Regions from separate parts of the Mus musculus genome. Here region 1 is linked to region 2. A link is a contact called in public HiChIP or PLAC-seq data. All regions are on one chromosome and are shown on one strand. The core of a region is the stretch at or near the end of the contact, and the rest is flanking DNA. Distances in the headings are between cores, read along the strand shown.

What was found. HiChIP or PLAC-seq counts read pairs in DNA pulled down with a chosen protein or histone mark.
Region 1: an H3K4me3 HiChIP or PLAC-seq map of stem cell-derived neural progenitor cells shows a contact between it and region 2, with 20 read pairs. The contact joins the promoter of Gpr135 here to the enhancer-like site in region 2. A contact is called at or near these places in 8 of 39 promoter capture datasets (the C10 cell line, embryonic stem cells, epiblast stem cells and 5 more), 1 of 15 datasets of contacts at CTCF or cohesin (the NIH/3T3 cell line), 14 of 484 Hi-C or Micro-C datasets (the C2C12 cell line, CD8 T cells, the G1E-ER4 cell line and 7 more), 16 of 115 datasets of contacts at active chromatin or transcription factors (SST interneurons, a beta-TC-6 cell line, craniofacial prominence and 11 more) and 3 of 9 other capture datasets (adipose tissue, liver and macrophages).

Annotation. Positions count from the first base shown.
Region 1 is chr12:72,069,782-72,076,507 of GRCm38.p6, reverse strand. Gpr135 (G protein-coupled receptor 135) reads left to right here and starts at 5,407. Exons shown (of 1, transcript NM_181752.2): 1 at 5,407-6,726. The coding sequence starts at 5,517. Gm3225 (predicted gene 3225) reads right to left here and starts at 5,334. Exons shown (of 2, transcript NR_168042.1): 1 at 5,088-5,334; 2 at 4,493-4,620. L3hypdh (L-3-hydroxyproline dehydratase (trans-)) reads left to right here. Exons shown (of 5, transcript NM_026038.2): 5 at 2,472-3,080. The coding sequence ends at 2,597.
Region 2 is chr12:71,780,265-71,787,419 of GRCm38.p6, reverse strand. No RefSeq gene overlaps it. Among named protein-coding and RNA genes, the nearest start is that of Daam1, 47 kb to the left of the region's middle. Within about 2 kb of position 2,544, at least 10 of the 459 cell types and tissues checked have an H3K27ac peak or open chromatin away from gene starts, as enhancers often do. A contact at or near this core is called in embryonic forebrain and stem cell-derived neural progenitor cells, where this site is marked.

The DNA.
Region 1 (6,726 bases), core at 4,158-6,657, 290 kb before region 2:
TCTTTTGTTTTCAAATGAAAAAAAAAAAAAAAGATCTTTAATTCCCAGTAAGTACTGAGAGATAGACCATGCATAAAGAAGAACGTCTGGAGGTCCTCAGATATTAAGGTGGAAGGGAATCCTGGGATGGAAAGATTTGAGAAGTACTACATTGAAGTTCGGAGCCTCTTTGGGTTTTGATTTGCTGTATGGATGTACTGGACTTGGTACAGTAGTACATAAAAGATGCAAGTTGTAAAAAATAGAATTTTTCTTAATTAAATCAAATTGAAAATGTGCTAACAATGAATCTAGTCAGTAGTGAATGAGACCTGTTACAGAAGCTACATTAGTGGCTGAATATACTCATAAAGAGTTTCTTAACATAGGAAGCAATCGACCCCACTGTAGCTGTTTTTAAACTTTTTTTTTCTGAATACTGAGTTACCTTTAACCTAAGAATTCACATTTTTCCACATTGATTTTATAATATGCAAGCCATCTATGTTGTTTGTAATATGTGAATCACAGTGTCTTCAGAATCTGAGAGTGAGTTCAAATAGCAACCTACAGTACTTACTGGGACCTTTTTGTAGGGCAGTTTCCAAGCTAAGAACTCTATGCATGCTATTTCATTTAAACCTTACATGGGTCTAGGAGATCATCACAGGCGTGGCAGCAGGAACAGCTAAGAACTCAGATCTCTGATGGCCAACAGAAGGCAGAGAGCACACTGCCCCCAGGTGGTGTGACTCTTATGAGACCTCAAAGCCCGCCCCCAGTGACATATTCATTCAAACCACCACAGGGGTAGTGCATTTGCTCAGCAAACACAAGGCTCTGGGTCCAACCTACACTGCAACAATGATAAATGGTGAAACGACTGTATCTTGATTTAATATTTGACATTTTACTTTTACTTTCAATTATTCTTATTTTTAAAAATTAGAAAATCAAAGACCACAGGTAGGATTTTATACTAGCTACTTTTATGATTGCTGTGAACAAATACCCAATGGAAGGTTTTATTCGAGCTTATAGTTCAAGGGAATATCTTCCATAATGTCAGAGAAGACACAGCAGTACATTGGGAAGGCCTTGTGGCAGGAAGTCATCTATCAGAAAGCACTGTGAACAGAGAGCTGACTAGGCTATAAACCCTTAAGGCCACCCCCAGTGACCCATTTCCTTCAGTGCCTCTTCAAATTCTAAAGGTTCCCCAAAGAGCACCACCAACTGGGAGCCAAGTATTCAGATATTTACATTAACACATGGGGAACATTTCGTACTCAAATTGGCAGGGATTTCTTTTACACCTGCCAGTTCCTCACTGCGCTGCGCTCCTTCACTGGATCCTGGCTGGCGCTATGCCCTCTCACGCTCATCCCGTGCTCCCAATTAGGTGACCCCAGATTTGGTCCTCAGCTTCCTTCTTCTCTTCTTTCTCCAATTAGATGCCACTGAACAATTTTGTCTACTTCCTGGGCTTTGGTTCTTGACCATCTGCTGAGATAAGTCTCAAACCTTCACCCCTGCCCTGTTTGTCCTGTACCTCTGTCCAGTCTAACCCTTGAATGGTTTGCTATACTCATCTTGAAGTAGCTGTATCCAAGTATCTTAAATTCTGCTTATTAAAAGCTCCTCCCCCTCCCTTCCTTCTCCCCCCACTCTCTTTCTTTCTTTCTCTCACACATGTATTTTTCTCTTAGTTACTTTTTCTTTTGCTGTAATAAGACACCATGACAAGGCAACTTATAAAAGAAAGCATTTAATTTGGGACTAACAGGTCAGGGCTAGAGTCTATGACTGTCATGTTCGGGAGCATGGCGACAAGCAAGCAGGCATGGCTCTGGAGCAGTAACTGGGACTTACAACTTGGTCCAAAAGCAGGAGGCAGAGAGAGAGCGAGCGGAGAATGAAGTAGACTTTTGAGGTTTGCCTTCCCTAGTGACACATCTCCAACAAGGCCACACCTCCTAATCCTTCCCAAACAGTTCCACCAATCAGTGACCAAGCACTCCAACACAGGAGCCCACAGTGCCATCCTCATTCAAAACACTACACTCTCTTTTTCTTCACCTGTGTTAGTGGTATAAATAAGGCACTTCCAAGCTAGAAACCTGCATTGTCAGGCTATCCATTCTACCTCCGAATTATCTTGTATTCTCTTTCTCCTCCCCACTAAATACTGCCTTATGACTCCAGGTATCAGTTAGGAATCAGAAGTTTCTTTGTTTTTTGAGACATAATGTTGCTGTGTAGCCTAAAGTTCCCTCTTAGGTTTCTGAGCTTCTAGACCCTCTCCCATGTGCTCCCTTTTCCAGGTAAGTTAACTAAAACACACATCTGACTTTGTCACTCACTTCAAAACCTTCCTCTGCCTGAAGATTGACATGTCGCTTTCCCTAGTTATGAGACTGAAGAGGCAAGCCTTAGAGACACCAGACAACTGGAGGAGTTTTTTAGTATGATCCTGTTGTCTTCTTTTTCAGGAAGCAAAGTGTGGAGATTTCAAAGCTGTCATAGTGGAAGTTGCAGGACAAGCCCATTACACAGGGACAGCAAACTTGACAGTGGAAGATGGTGACCCACTAAGGGATGGCTTTCTTCTCAAGTGACTTTTTTTTTTCATAAGTTTTAAAGGTTTTGCTTAGAAAGTAATTACCTTTAAATTGTGTTTTCTCTGTATTATGTGCAAACCAGTATCCAGTTACACTTACAGGCTAATTTTTATACTTTCTAAAAAGTATGTTTAGTATACTGAGTCTAAATGTAAGGTATTATACTTCCTATTTGTCAACCTTTTGAGCATAAATGTCGCTAATGGGGCAAACAGAGTGCCAAGAATCCGGAAACTTTTAAAGCATTAGTATACAAGGCAAAATTAAAGCACAGTTACTTAATCTATGCTATGGAAATGATAATACTTGTAAGTTTTTTTTGATTGCTAGCTTCAGCTATAAACCACACAATAGTAAATGTTGTGAGTTTGTTATTTTAATGTTCCAGTTTGAGTAAAATAAAGGCATCTGTAAGTATCATGCTCATAGAGGTGGGTTATTATAATGTTCTCAACACTTGCCATAAATAATTTTGGAAGGATCAAAAGGAGTCAACTTCTTCTTCTTCTTTTTTTTTTTAAGATTTATTTTATTTTTATGAGTTCACTGTAGCTGTTTTCAGACACACATCAGAAGAGGGCATTGGGTTCCATTATAGCTGGATGTGAGCTACCATGTGGATAATGGGAACTGAACTCAGGACCTCTGGAAGAGTAGACAATGCTCTTAACCATTGGGCCATCTCTCTAGTCGCCCCAGGAGTCAACTTCATTGACAGATATTGTTATAGCTGCTGCTTGGGTATTGATTTTGCTACAAAGCCCTCATTATCTACACCAACTGGTACCCAAGTGCCACAAAGTCACCATGTAATGCTGCAAAGACCAGCTGGTAACCAAATTTTTGCTAGCTCTTTAGATGGAGCTATTTGGCTTGGGTGTGGTAGTTTGCTTATGTGTTTTGTTTTTTGTTTGTTTGGTTGGTTTTTTTTGGTTGATTTTGTTTCCTTTGGTTCATTAACTGGTTCTAAGGATTGATTCTACAGCCTCAAGCTACATTATTGAAATACAGCTGTGAGGTTAAAAATTAATCTATAAACCTTGTGAAACAAATCTCACGCATTTCTGAAGAGGAATGAGGATGCTCTGAGGGGTAAGGACTGGGCTCCAATAGGAATAGAGAAACTGGCAGAGAAGACATCGGTGCAGATAAGGAGATAAGTGAACCAGGATGGTATGAGGTCCCTCTTGCTTGTTTGAACCAAGTCCCTGTCTGTGGGCCTTGTTTGGTAAAGGTCAGCTGATAGTTTCACTACACCTCCTGTCTGAGTTAAGGTTTCCCTGCTGTGAACAGACACCATGACCAAGGCAACTCTTATAAGGAGAGCATTTAATTGGGCCTGGCTTATGTTAGTTCAGAGGTTCAGTCCATTATCATCAAGGTGGGAACATGGCATCATCCAGGCAGGCATGGTGCAGGAGGAGCTGAGAGTTCTACATCTTCATCTGAAGGCCACTAGGATAAAACTAACTTCCAGGCAGCTTAAAGCCAACACCCATAGTGACTCAGTTCCTCCAACAAGGCCACACCTCCAAATAGTGCCATTCCCTGGGCCAAGCATATTCGAACTACCACACCTCCATAACATTCAGTCTCCACAGTACAGCACATAAATGCTGTCCCGTGAAAACCTTACACATCTCCCATTTACCACCTCCCACACCACTTGCATGGAGCCTGGAATTCAGACACTGTCACCTTCAGGGTTAACCTCTTGCCACCACGTTTGCATTCACTGTATCTCTTCTTCCTTCTCCTCCTCTGCTCCCCACCCCCACCCGGACCCCAATAGTCCAATGTGGTTTGGCATAAAAAGTTTTTATCTACTCCTCTAGCAACGATCTCCATTGAATTTCCTATTAAAATAAAACACTCATCTTGTAATGTATTTGTGTTTTCCTAAGACTTAAAGTCTTATGGGGCAGGGTCTTTTATTTGCTGTTTATTTGGGTTGTTGCAGCTGCTGCCATCCAATGGTGGATACAAAAATACTGTCAATCATCCTCGAATGGAACAGCCCCTACCAACAAAGAACACAAACGTGATGATCTAGCCCAGACGCTGTAAGGCTGATTCTGAGAAACCTTTAAATGCACTTAACTAGTTACCATCCAAAGCCCCGGCCCTTGAACAGTAATGACATCTTCCTTCCTAGATCCACATTCCAGTCCTTGAGAACACCTGTTCAGAAACAGGCTTAAGCGGGAAGCCCAACCTCAGGAATGTTCAATGTGAGCAAGGAGTCTACTGAAACAAATTTGTTCCAGCAGTGATTTTCCAAATGTGGCCCTTGGATCATCATCATCCTCACTATCAATATGAATTCTTGGTACTCATCCCAGAGCTACATTGTCTGAAACTGAGATTAGAACCTAGTCGCTTGTAGCATGACTGATTCTGTTGCCCACTCAAAATGCAGAGGTACTAGAATACCCCACCCCTACCATGTTCAAGATCTCCAGGTGTGGACTCTTTTTCCTTTCCTACCTGTGGAGGCCAGAGACGCCCACAGCAGCATCCCCTCCCCACCAGGGCATCTGTGCTGGACAGGAAGGAGCAAGAGCGCCTCAGCTGAATCTGCCATTCGTTTGCGGGGTGGTCTGGCTTTCTCCGGCCTGCCGGGGTGCCAGAGGTGAACCATGCCTTCTCTCAGACTAGCAGACCCGTGGCTTGGTCACCCTCAGGCTGGGAAAGGAGATAAGGTGGGCCGGCTCTCCTGGGGTACACCGCTAGCGTCCCGCCCCGCGTTCCTGCGTAAATAGGCGGTTCCCTCGGCAACGCCTAGAACCCACGTCAAGGTTCCACCAGTCCCGAGTGGTGACCGAGTCCCACCCACTCCCCGCAGCTGCCGTTCTGGTCCGCACAACCTTTCACCCTGCTGCGGGATGAGCAGAGCGGCGGCCTGCGTGGAACCCCATGGAGGAGCAGGCGCGGCCGCCTGGCCGCCCGGCCGCGAGTGCAACCTTGCAGGGTAGCGCGCATCCGGGAGGGGCGGCTTCCACGGCCACTGCAGCCGCGCTGTCGTTCAGCTCCGTAGCCACGGTAACGCTGGGAAACCAAAGCGATGCGGGCAGGCCGGAGGCAGCGGGGTCTCGGGGACCCGCACCGCTGCTATGGCACGGGGCAGCGGTGGCCGCCCAGGCGCTCGTGCTCCTGCTCATCTTCTTGCTGTCTAGCCTGGGCAACTGCGCGGTGATGGGGGTGATCGTGAAGCATCGGCAGCTGCGCACGGTCACAAACGCCTTCATCCTGTCGCTGTCCCTGTCGGACCTGCTCACTGCGCTGCTCTGCCTACCCGCCGCCTTCCTCGATCTATTCGCGCCTCCCGGAGACTCTGGGCCCTGGCGCAGCTTCTGCGCAGCCAGCCGCTTCTTCAGTTCGTGTTTCGGAATCGTATCCACGTTCAGCGTGGCGCTCATCTCGCTGGACCGCTACTGCGCCATCGTGCGGCCGCCGCGGGACAAGCTGGGCCGGCGGCGCGCGCTGCAGCTGCTGGCAGGAGCGTGGTTGGCTGCGCTGGGCTTCTCCCTGCCCTGGGACCTGCTCAGGGCACCCCGGGAGCCCCCCGCTCCGCAGAGCTTCCACCGCTGCCTTTACAGAACCTCCCCAGACCCTGCGCAGCTGGGCGTCGCCTACAGCGTGGGACTGGTGGTGGCTTGCTACTTGCTGCCCTTCCTACTGATGTGTTTCTGCCGCTACCACATCTGCAAGACCGTGCGCCTGTCGGACGTGCGCGTGCGGCCGATGACCACTTACGCGCGCGTGCTGCGCTTCTTCAGCGAGGTGCGCACAGCCACCACCGTGCTCATCATGATTATCTTTGTCATGTGCTGCTGGGGTCCCTACTGCTTCCTGGTGCTGCTGGCCGCGACCCGGCAGGGTCAGGCCACGCAGGCTCCCTCGCTGCTCAATGTGGCGGCTGTTTGGCTGACCTGGGCCAATGGGGCTATCAACCCGGTCATATATGCCATCCGCAACCCCAACATTTCCATGCTCCTAGGACGCAACCGCGAAGAAGGGTACAGGACTAGAAACATGGATGCTTTTTTGCCTAGCCAAGGCCTAGGTTTTCAAGCCAGAAGTCGCAATCGCCTTCGAAATGGCTGTGCCAACAGGCTTGGGGCTT
Region 2 (7,155 bases), core at 1,295-3,794:
AGATATCTAAGTATCTTCAGGAGACTTTTGTTCCCACTGTATATTCCTTATGAAACCAGAAATTTGCTTCTTTAGCTTGGGAAGCATCATGGAACAATTGAGAGAAAGGTTGATGAACCTGGAGGGGACAGGGACTCCACAGGAAGACCAACAGAGTCAACTAACCTGGACCCTTGGGGGCTCCCAGAGACTGAATCACCATCCAAACAGCATACAAAGGCCGAACCTAGTCCCCACTGCACATATGTAGCAGATGTACAGCTTGATCTTCATTTAGGTCCCCCAACAACTGACCCATGGCCTTACCCTGCCTTTGTTGTCTGCCTGTAGATCCTTTTCCCCTTACTAGTCTGCCTTGTCTGGACTCAGTGGGAGAGGCTGTACCTAGTCCTGCAGTGACCTGAGGTGCTAGGATGGATTGGTACCCAGGGAGGGGCCTTTTCCTTCTCAAAGGCAAAGGGGAGCGGGGGAGGGCCATGTGGAGGAGGGAATGGGAGGAGAGGGGAGCTTCAATTGGGATGAATGAATAAATAAATTAATGGAAAAAGAATATTCTTTCTTTTAATGAGATGAAGGATTTTATCTTTAGAATGAAAAATAGGAGATTCAATACTATGCTCTCAAGACTTCCCTGGGAACTGACATCCTACTTGGCAGAAAGAGACATATACCTGGGTAGCTGCCATCCTGGTTGGCAAGTTAAGACATGAATGTTGGACAAGTCCCATCCTGGTAGTCAAGTTAGGACATGAATATTAGACAAGGCAAGTCCCCTGCCAACTCTCAATACCCCAACCAATGGGAGCAGGATAGGTGTGCAACAAAGACATGCAAAGACATGTTCCTAAGGAAACCCCTGTCTCTAAATCCTGATTGGTAAAATAATTTGGCACAGATATTTGTGGGGTTTGGGCTTAAAAACTCTGTAGAATCTTAACTCAAGATGGTCATGGTTCAGTTCCTGAATCTGGACCATGGTCCTGGTCAACCAGTCTTGGGGTGCATGCTCAATAAACTATCCTTGTCTGACAAAGACTGATGTTTGTGTGGTTTATGAGACAACACCTGGACCCCAACAATAATGAGAAATTATCTAGATCAGGTTGCCCTGAGCAAATAGGGGATTGTCTTAATTAATAATTTTTGATGTAGAAAAACTAGCTCATTTTGGGCAGCACCGTTCCTGAGGCCGGGAGCTTAACAGTCTAAGAGAAGAGAAACATAACTGCGAGAAAGAAAGCAAATAGGCCTGCATGCATCTAATGTCTCAGTTCATTAGCATTTCTCATTCACAATCTAATACACTAAAACCAGCTAGAGACTAGGAGTGTAGCCTGGTGATAATACTTGCCTACCACGCACAAGGTCCTGCGTTCAAACCCTGGCACCACAAGAGTTATTTTTTTAATAGCTTAAACAATCCCTGTTATCAACTATTAGGAATGACAGAAAGAAAAAAAAAAGCAAAATTATTTGAGAAACTTCAGAGAAGTTCTAAATATGGACCAAAGCGCAGTTTGATATATGTTGTTCTTGAAAACTACTGAGGAATTCACACCAATACCCACCATGTTTCTTCCTTTCATTTAATAAATACTCTCACTTTACCTCATATCAACGACATAACCGATCAAATGTAAATATTTATGTTTGCACATATGTGTCTACCTTTATCTTAAAATTCAAAGATCCATTTTCGAGGCAAGGTGTCATTATGTAGGTCAGACGGGCTTTGAACTCTTCATCCTCCAGTCCCAGCTCCCTGAGTGGTGTGATTGTAGGCAAGAGTGAACATGCCTGACTCTAAAACTGTTTCACATGGCTGGTTTTGTAATGCCAAGAGGTTGATAAGAACCTAACTATTTCATCAGATGGGCTGATTAGATAAATATATCATTGCCACTTAATGGAATAACAAAGAAAGACAAAAATCTTTAAGTCTTCTGTTCACTAGAACTGCTGTTCTCTCACAAATGAATAGCAGTGGCACCCGAATACCGTGTGCAGTATGATGGCAATTTCCCAGTTGTTCTCTTGAATGTGCTTTTTAATAGTGTTTCACACACACACATGCATAACACTCCCGAATGGAAACAAACCAAATTTCAAAACATACTTTTTATACTTATGAGACTTATGAGTGAATTTCCGTTATCTTAATTTTTCTGCAGTTTTTTTTTTTTTTCATGTTGAAATGTAGACTAGAAAACAAAGATAATTGCTTCTTGGAAATGTACCCTCTTACCTCTGGGTGGTCTTGTCCATCCACTCGTCTCCAGCTAAGGCTGAGCCGAGTTCTTTATTACGTCTTGCTATTCCCACCTAGCTTGCACAAAGCATGTTACACATGATTTCCTCCTCTGATTTCAGTAGACAAGTGGTTGAAACCGTGCAGGGGAAGAAGCCACAGGGAGAAGCAGGGCAAAAGCATGGCAGGACTTGAGAGAAAATTCTACTCTGCTTTTAAAGGCTCAAACTGGACTGCCTGCACCACACTCTTTCTATTGTTCAAGCCCATTTGGCCCTCACGTGACTTCTCAGCAATTGGGGTCTGGCATTTGTATAATTGGAACGTGAATGAAAATTCGGTTTCTCCTGCTGTCTCAGATGTTGTTGAAGCCTTCTCTGAGGCCGCCAAATGAACCGTTTGTCCAACTTTAAAAAACCCTCTCTGCTTTCTCAGACTGTGGACTGCTGGCAGCTGGGCTTAGCTCACGTCGCCACTGTCTTTGCAGTCAGTGTTAACTTCATTAACCTGTTGGTGTTGATCCATGACACATTTTATTATCTATTTTTGGATTATGTAATTTTGTAGTAACTAGATACTGCTAGTTAGAGATATCTTAAGATTTATTGCAGTCTTAGTAGTTGCTCCAAATAAAAATGATAAAACAAGGACCTCCTTAAAACAAAACAAAACAAAACAAACAAACAAACAAACAAACAACCCAGACAACACAATTCTATCACCCAGGGAGAGCTGGTTAGTACAGAGACAGCCTATCCGTGCTCTCAGAAACAAAGAGTTAGGGCTGGAAGCAGCCAAATCTGTTCATTCCTTGTCTGATTTAATCTCTGTCTTGCTCATAATTTAAGTGGACAAAAATCTTCAAGTCTCCTGTTTACTAGAACTGCTGTTCTCTAACCTCTGATTTAATCTCTGTCTTTCTCATAATTTAAGTGGGTTGCTCTTTGCACTTTCTCAGAGACCCACGATCTCAGTTTAGAACAGAATAGTACATGCCTTCCACTTGCAACACATGACTGGGCCAGCAGTCAAAGGGAAGCTAGTTCACAGGCAGGCAGGCGCCTTGAAGCAGAATCCGTCTCATCAAGGAATCAAATGGCAAGATGTCACTGAATGGTATTTCCATGGAAGAAAGTACAACTTATATTTGTATAAAATATAATAAATTATATATTTATATACATATATCTATATATTGAGACTGGGTTTCTCTGTGTAGCCCTGGCTGTCCTGGAACTCACTCTGTAGACCAGGCTGGCCTTGAACTCAGAAATCCCCCTACCTCTGCCTCCCAAGTGCTGGGATTAAAGGTGTGCACCACCACTGCCCAGCATAAAACTAATTTTTGAGACTGTACAATAACTAATGCATGCTTGGTTACAGTAATCAAACATTAAGTGCTCAAAGGCCTTTTTAGACATTTAACTTAAAAAGTGGCGATACTCAGTAGATGGGTGCATTTGATTCGGATTTAAGTTACATATATTTAAAATAGTGTGGTATACAAATAAGGTTTTCATTTTAAAAGCTTTACACGAATGTTTAATGGTAGGAATTAAAGGCTGTGTTTTAGTGACACGGATTCCATTTATGATTAAATTAAAATGATTCTACATGAGGAGCATACAAATCTCCAACCAGTTTATTGAAAAAGGAAAACTTATGCAAATGAGCACTTCATTTCCAATGTTGATCATCTGACTCTGTCAGGTGCAATGTTGGGGTTCCTGGGAGCCAAACATGCTGGCTAAAGTTCCTTTGCTGGTAAAGTTTTATTTAATGCATAAAATTTGTGTTAGAATTGGCCTTCAACATGATTTCAAAACTGTTGATCAAGTCCTGTGGGTCGTTGACACTATTACCTTCACGTTGTGGTCCACTTCAGCTGGTGAATGACAATATATGCTCTTTCTCATTGTGGTGAGTTCTCAATGGTGCAAGTCTTAAAATAATGTAGGAACGGGTTTATCAAGGTCTCCGAACTTACGTGGCACGCTTCTATTTTACAAAAGTGATTTGGGGATATTAAAGCCCTGTTAATAACTTATTATCTGCAAGCCTCTTATTTTATGACCTTGAGTTTAAATAACCACGAGAGATGAAGCAATACCAACCTTTTGAATCCAGGTAAGTATGTAGCTCAGGATTTTAAAAGATTTTGTCTTTTAGCATATGTCCTTCCTTTGTTTTGTTTCAAGTCATAGTCCCCAGTCCATGCTGGGAAGGAACTTGCTACATGCTTAGGCTAACCTTCTGATCCCCTAGTCTGCACCTCCAGGGTGAAGAGTTAATAGGGCCTGTGCCATCTTGCCTGGTGTATGCCATGCTGGGGAATCAATCGCAAGGCTTGGTGCATGCTCAGCGAACACTCTACTAACCGAGCCACTTTCCCAGCCTGCACACATCTTGTAATAGTCACAGTAAGATGATGGCAACCTTTATCTGTTATGAAAGCTACTTAATCTCAGTCCCAGAGGGCTTCATAACATGAGAGCCACCATAGATCCTCCAAAGTGACATTGATCCTAAAAGGATCTTGACTTCCATTGCTTAATATACTTGCTAATAGCTTTTTAATGGCTAAGCACTAACAGCTAGGTTAGAATGTCCCCTGCTTGGCTTCCCTGTATGTTTCCCTGCTTGAAATCCTCCCTTTCCATCCTGGGTTAGGTTCTCTCCAAGCCCCTCCCATGACTCTCAGAGGTCTGCTTTTACTGGCTCTCCCTTCTCTTTTCTTCTTCTTCTTCTTCTTCTTCTTCTTCTTCTTCTTCTTCTTCTTCTTCTTCTTCTTCTTCTTCTTCTTCTCCTTCTCCTTCTCCTTCTCCTTCTCCTTCTCCTTCTCCTTCTCCTTCTCCTTCTCCTTCTCCTTCTCCTTCTCCTTCTCCTTCTCCTTCTCCTTCTCCTTTCCTTTTCTTTTCTATTCTTTTCTTTCCTTTCTTTCGAGACAGGGTTTCTCTGTATAGCTCTGGCTGTCCTGGAACTCAGGAAGCCAGGCTGGCCTCGAACTCAGAAATCTGCCTGCCTCTGCCTCCCGAGTGCTGGGATTAAAGGCATGTGCCACCACGCCCGGAGGACTCTCCCCTTTCTACCCAAGCCTTACCTGCTGGTGTTTCACAGGACTCCAGCTATTGATCAGTTTTTCTCCTAACCCTACAAACCTCCTTTTACTTTAACCTTAATAATGATAATGACTCTAGTAATTATTTTCAACTCTACACTTCCAGCTAAGGCATTGCAGGTACCAAACCAGATGTAGTATGTGCCTCCGCCCCTTGGCTTTTCTGTCTCCCCAGAGTCCTTCTAATCAGAGTTGTTGCTCCGGCTGCAGACTGGATAACACAAGTTCAACTACAGCTAGTCATTGTCCCCACCTCAACTCTCCACATTCTCAATTATAGTATGATATTGAGATTCTTCTTCTGTCTGGAGTAGCACTCTAGTGTAGCTAGCGTATCAACTTACTGATCTCCCCAGTCTTTATGGAGTCGGATGCAGGCAGGAAAGGGAATCGTGGTAAGCCTTAGCCATCTGGCAGGTGGATCTAAGGTTACATTTTGACACAATTCTGTTTGTTGTCTACAGAGTTCATGCTTGATAACCCTTGCAATCGAGTTAAAGACAAAAGCTTGAGGTTTACTGTTTTGTTTTGGGCTGCATCCGTATCTATCCTGGAGTGCATGCAGCGGCTGGGCCACACAATAGATATGCCAGCCAGGATTTCCTTCTAAAGCCACACCCAGCAAGTAGTTTTCTCTGGGGAAACAGCCTGACACTATGGGAAGGCTTCCCCCTGGCTCTGTGCTGATGTGTGTGATCTGGTGCAAAGCACGACTTCTCTCCAACCGGCTAGTTCAGCTTCCTGGAGCTGGGGGACGTGAGCCTGCCCACCCCTCCCCCTGCCCCAGACAGTTTCCATATCACATCTCCTCAAAAAAGTTCCCCCGTTTCTTTCCCCTCCCTCCTCTTCTTCCCTTCCTTGCTCTCCCCTTTTCACCTCCTCTTTACTTTTTGTCCCTTTTCATTTCCATCTTTAAAAATGTGATTATATTTATTTTATTTTATGTGTCTTTCTGTATGTAAGTGTAACATGTGGGTAAAGTGCCAAACTGAGCCCAGAAGAGAGGTTCGGATATCCTGGGGCTGGAGGTGGCAGCCATGTTTGTACCACCATGTGGGTGCTGGGAACCCAAACTAGATCACCTGCCAGAGCGGCAAGTGGTCCTAACTGCTGAGCCATCCCTCCAGACCCTCATCCCAATCTCTTGACATAGTGCCAACAGGTTAGCAGTTGGCAATATGCTGTCTGCTGTTTAGGTGACTGGTTAGTGGAGTGTAGGGCTGGAATGTTGAGCGTTTAGTTAACACATTGCCCAACCAAATGTACTTCATAGAGAAAACTCCCTAATTTTCAAATAAGTGAAAGGAGTAGAGAGCACCCATCATCCTGACTGTGTGAACATCTACCCCACCTTTCTAAGGACAGCACATACGCACTTCAGAATGGGTATTGTGGTCAGAGATTTTTATACTTTTATTTGTAGCTCTCAAAAAGCCTTCCCTGTTTCAGAGCGAACTCTTAAGTACTTTTTGAGTCACGAGTTCTTCCTTACTCTGTTGCCAAACAGATTTCTTGTAGATAGCTCTCGGTCATTAATCATTTCAAGTAACCCGGGCCTGGGGCCTCCAGTACTTAGTTCATCACCTGAACGTAATTCTCACAGGGCATCACTCTTTGAGCCCTGTGCTACCTTGACATCTTCTTTGATCTCCAGAATTGGTGTCTCCCTGCATAGCTTCTCAATGATTCCTTGTTTCCGTTGGAGGAGGGTTGATCAACATGTTTGTAGACCAATTGTATTTCTTTTTAAGTGATAATTTTTATTTATGGGATATTGTGAGGCACAGTT